2 separate regions of the Mus musculus genome follow, and region 1 is linked to region 2. The links are chromatin contacts, called in public Hi-C maps. All regions are on one chromosome and are shown on one strand. The core of a region is the stretch at or near the end of the contact, and the rest is flanking DNA. Distances in the headings are between cores, read along the strand shown.

What was found. Hi-C and Micro-C count contacts between places; a contact is called where the count stands out from the background.
Region 1: a contact with region 2 is called in a Hi-C map of bone marrow-derived macrophages, with 1.7 times the contacts expected there. A contact is called at or near these places in 13 of 484 Hi-C or Micro-C datasets (B cells, bone marrow-derived macrophages, embryonic fibroblasts and 7 more), 2 of 130 datasets of targeted methods (both in embryonic stem cells) and 3 of 9 other capture datasets (adipose tissue, embryonic stem cells and pancreatic islet).

Annotation. Positions count from the first base shown.
Region 1 is chr19:37,306,297-37,308,996 of GRCm38.p6, forward strand. All of the region lies in intron 11 of Ide (insulin degrading enzyme), which reads right to left. Among named protein-coding and RNA genes, the nearest start is that of Ide, 27 kb to the right of the region's middle.
Region 2 is chr19:37,405,356-37,408,055 of GRCm38.p6, forward strand. It overlaps Kif11 (kinesin family member 11), which reads left to right. Exons shown (of 22, transcript NM_010615.2): 14 at 1,639-1,811. Among named protein-coding and RNA genes, the nearest start is that of Hhex, 28 kb to the right of the region's middle.

The DNA of each region.
Region 1 (2,700 bases), core at 200-2,699, 99 kb before region 2:
TTCTGTTTCTGTCTCACAGTCCACATCAATAACTAGGTCTGCATCAGCATTGGCTCGCTCTATTGGTTCCCCCAGGCTGACTGGAGCCTCTGAATGCTGCCCTCACAGTCGAATGCCTAGTGCTGCCATCAACACACTCATCTGCTCAATCCCACCCACTGTCAGAATCTCCAATTCTCTTTCCATTTTCATGTGTCAAGTGTATGTGTGTGTAGGGGGAGGTGGTGATGTGTGCATGTGGTAGTCCTAGGTGATGCTGTAAATTGTCCTCAATACTTTTCCACTCTACTCACTAAGGCAGGCTCTCTCAAGCAAACCCAGAGCTCGCCAATACTGTTAGTCTCCCTAGTGAGATTGCCTAGAGATTCCATCTCTTCCTTCCAAGACTGGAATTGCAAGTGGGCCTCCAAGGCCATCTGTCACTTACATGGTTCTAGCAAGCACTTTAACCACTAAGCCAGAAAACAGGCTCTGAGTGGATTCATCATGAATAACAAGTCGCAAATTAATATAATTATTTATGACTTATACTAGGGACCCAGCAAAGACACTCTTGCTGCACCTTGACAGAGTTTGATAAAGACACTGACTGGTCGGGCATAAGAAAGTGAGTTCTGAGGATAAACTAGAACAGGCGCACCCACAGACCAGCAAACAGTATCAGCACTGAAAAGAAACATCTCTACCTTAGAGTTAAAGAGCTCCCTCCTTGGATGGAAACTCCTTAGGTTGTACAGCATAACAGTAGCACACTGATGGGCCGAGTTAAATAACCTCTCCCGGTCTTTTCACTCTGAGCCTTTCCTTCCCTGGTTGCAATATTAAACTTGTCTCAGTGGGATTTAAAAAGTAAAATGTGAGCAGGGCAGTGGTGGCGCACGCCTTTAATCCCGGCACTTGGGAGTCGGAGGCAGGTGGATTTCTGAGTTCGAGGCCAGTCTGGTCTACAGAGTGAGTTCCAGGACAGCCAGGGCTACATACAGACACCTTGTCTTAAAAAACAAAAACAAAAACAAAAACAAAAAAACTACATGTACCTTTAAGCAACACAGTTCTTGCCTGGCAGCTGGCAAGATTACCACAGGCTGTTCTGCACTTCCTTAGTGAGCGGCCCCAGTTACAGTGACAGCAATCACAGATCTAAGCCTCTATAGGAAAAACACTTTTCTTTAAAGTGACAGTAAGCAGAAAAAGAGAGTCTTAAAGTCTAATTGCACAAGATAGCAAATTTAGAAACAGCAATTTAATCACACGTAAGCATGGGCTCCGGCACACGCACTCCCCAAAATGACTGACTTTAAGCAGCAAAGATTACTATTTAAATCATGATTTCTCAAGGGTGTGCGTGTGTTTGAAACATGTCATGTATGTGGGTACATGTTACATTGTGCATGTATGGAAGGTCTGAGAGAAACTTTGGAGAGTCACCGCAATGTGGGTTCTAGGGTTCAAATCAGGTCGCCAGGCGTGCACGGCAGGCATGCTTACTTGCTGATACACTGTGGGGTCCTGCTATATATATAGCCCATGCTCAAATAGACCTCAAATTCACTATATATCCCAGGCTGATCTCAAACTTGCCACCATACCCAGATGTCTTGTAGTTTCTGTGTGGAGGTCTTGTTCACTTTTAGTTAAATGCCTAAGTATTTTATGGTTTTGTTGTTTTTAATAAATATTTTAACTTCCCCATTTTCTGTGTTGCAATATACAGAACTGCAGTGGAGTTCGGGAGTTTGGCCTCATAGCCCACACCTCCTGCTATATCAGTTACAGCATCTGATTCACGCAAACTCTACCTCTTCTCCATCTAGGAATGAGCAGCTTCAGCTATATTAGTATTTAATTGTCAACTTTATTATTCAAAAAAGCAAAGTTCCTGACTTTTTTATTCTTTAGTATTTAAGTGAATTATCTGCAGCTGTAGGCATATAAGTAACTAGGCCATATATCTTAGCTTCTTTAACAACTAGTTTTTGAGTAAGATTTTCCGGATTACAATCAGCATTGAGTAACTGAGGATTAGACAACAACCATGGACTTACAATACTGGTACAAGACAGAGGCAGGCGTGGCGGGCACACCTGTGATCTCAGTGCCTGAAGATGAAGGCAGGAGACACAGGAGTCCAGGCTTATCCTCATGGCCAGCCTGGACCATGAGAGTCTTAAAAGACTGTAATTCTGAGTCTTAGGAGGGAGAGATGGGAGGAGCCATGAAGCTTTGAAGCCAGTCTGATTTACGTAGCAATTTATAGGCCAGTGAGGCTATAAAATGAGGACACACCCCCCCTTCAAAATACAGAACTTGGGCTGGAGAGATGGCCCAGTGGCTAAGGGCACTTGGAATTCTTCCAGGAGACTTAAACTCAGCTCCCAGCACCCACACTGGGTGACTAACAACCACCTGTAATGCCAGCTCCAAGAAACCTAATTCCCTCTGATTTCTAAGGGCATCCCACACATGGGGCACACAGCACTCAAAGACACAATTAATTGAATCAAAATAGATCTTACAAACAAACAAAGAAATTGAACACAAGATAGACTATAATTTGTTGTGATTGGATACATAAAACAGATTTAATTTCTGTACGATCTCATAACTTATTTTCACTGGGAAAGATTTCTAAACTTTGACCCTTAATGTATTTTTTTAAACAAAAAGTAAGGCATTTAATACTTTTATATTGATAAGGCA
Region 2 (2,700 bases), core at 71-2,570:
TTCTTTTCTATCTATCTTATTATCTATCTATCTTGATGGTCTCACTAAGTTGATGAATTTGAATTTAAAGTCACAGTGTAGCACAGACTGGCTTTTAATTTGTGATCCTCCTGGCTCAGCCTGAGTGCTGAGGTTTGCAGCTGCGCACTAACATGTATCAAACAAACAGAAACCCAGCGACTCAGGTGGCAGTGTCACTAGAACCTGTCTGTCCCATTGAACATGTCAGCTGTTTAGGCAAGAGATGAATGTTTTTGCTTTCTTTGTAATAAATTTTAGAGGTTCTAATTTTTTTTTAGACTTTTCTAGAAGCTTTATCAAATTAGCATGTTATTACTAGAAATAAATTTCCCTTTATAACTGAGCCAAATTCATTTCTTCTAGGTATTACTATTTAATTTCTTGGATCCCTTCCTAAAAAAAAAAAAAAGTTTTATTTTGTAAATTGTGGCTGATATATGTACAGTGTGCAGCATAACATGCATGTGGAGGCCAGAGGATAATACCTTTTCTTTTCTTTCCTTGTGGATCCCAGGGATTCAACTTGGTCATTAAATGTTGTGGCAAGCATTAACCCAGTAGTCTCCCTAGAAATTTCCTTTGAATAAATTGTCTTGCAACTTTTTTTTTCTTGTGGGAATATATACTTAAAGATTTGCTCATTGGGGGCTTCAGAGGTTAATAACACTGGCTGCTCTCCCAGGGGACCCAGGTTTGATTTCCAGCACCCACTTATGGTGGCTCATAACTATCTGTAACTCCAGGCCCAGGGGATCTGATAGCCTCTTCTGGCCTCCTAGGGCATAAGGCACGCATGTGGTGCATAGACATACATGTAGGCACAACACCCATCACATAAAGTAATAAATATTTTAAAAAGATTAGCTGTTTGATCAGAGAGAGAGTGTGTGTGTATATGTGTTTTTGTGTGTGTGTGCTTTTTGTGTGTGTGTGTGTGTGTGTGTGTGTGTATGTGTGTGTGTATGTGTATGTATGTGTGTGTGTGTGTGTCTGTGTGTGTGTGCATGTGTGTATGTGTATGTGTATGTGTGTGTGTGTGTGTGTGTGTGTGTGTGTGTGTGTGTGTGTGTGAATGCTTCCTTTTGAGATAAAGTCTCATGTAACAGCTTTACATCCCACAGCTGGGGTGACCTTGAATTACCTTGAACTGTGTGTGTTTTAACCTGATCCTTCTGTCTCTACCTTTAAAGTGCTGGGGTTGTAAGTATGTTTCACAATAAATATAGTTCTCTCTTTTTAATAAACTTCTGTCTACTATAAGCTTTTAGATACTAATTTTAGAATATTCTGCTTAAATCTGGTGACTCATGCCTCTGATTTTAGCACTTGGGAAGCTGAAACATGGTTGACCGGAGTAAGGATCATCTCAAATGAAGAAAAATATATTCTAATTTTAAAATTATTCTAAGGTATACTTTAAAATTATGTGCTTTTTAATATGCAAAAGTTTATAGAACATTCATATTTAAAATTTTTCTTGTATGACAATTCTTTAATGCAGTTATTGTAGATTCTACAATAGACTAATTTTGACATATTGAAAGTGGTCTTAACTTCATTTAAATATATTTATGCCAAAGTTCATCTCTCTTTTCTTTCTCTCTCTCTTTTTTGTAGGTAACCTGATGTCTTCTAGTGTCTCTGCATTAGACACCATTACCACGACAGCACTTGAATCTCTCGTGTCTATTCCAGAAAATGTGTCCGCTCGTGTTTCTCAGATTTCTGATATGATATTGGAAGAGCAATCGTTAGCAGCACAAAGTAAAAGTGTTCTGCAAGGATTGATTGTTAGTAAATCTCTTAATGTTTTTACAGTGATCAGCCGTCAGAAACCTTGTGCTTGTTCTTTCAGCTTGAGCTTTGCTAGACACGGAGAGAGGACTATTGTCCCTCCCCCCCCCCATAGAAAGACTGGTTTCTTTTGAAAGAGGATATGGCTAAATTTTGAAACTGTTTTTACTCATTGGGTGTAGCTGAGAGTTGGAATACTTAAGCCATTGTAGTTCACATGTTTGTCATTTCAGCAGTTGTGAAAGATGGAGGCAGACTGGCGATACCTTTTTGGTTTTTTTTTGAGAAAAGAAAGATGGCAAAGGAGGCAAAGGATCAGGAGTTCAAAGCCATCCTTGGTTTTTAGTGAATTTAAAGCTACCCGAGGACCTGTCACAAACAAGGGTACCAGTTCTTTTTTTTTTTTTCCGAGACAGGGTTTCTCTGTGTAGCCCTGGCTGTTCTGGAACTCACTCTGTAGACCAGGCTGGCCTGCCTCTGCCTCCCAAGTGCTGGGATTAAAAACGTGTGCCTCCACTGCCCAGCCATATAGCCTTCCCTTCCCTTCCCTTCCCTTCCCTTCCCTTCCCTTCCCTTCCCTTCCCTTCCCTTCCCTTCCCTTCCCTTCCCTTCCCTTCCCTTCCCTTCCCTTCCCTTCCCTTCCCTTCCCTTCCCTTCCCTTCCCTTCCCTCCCCCTGTCTCTCTTCCCCCCTCTCCCCTCTCTCCTTTTCCCCCCTTTACCCTTTCCTCCCTCCCTCCCCTCTCCCCCCTCTCCCTTTTTCTTTCTGTGTGCATATGCGTATGTGTATACATGTATGCACAGGTGGATAAGGAGTCCAGGAAAAAAACCCTTAAGTATCTCTCCTAAGATTTGATATGTTATTATGTGTGTGGTGAGTGTATTTC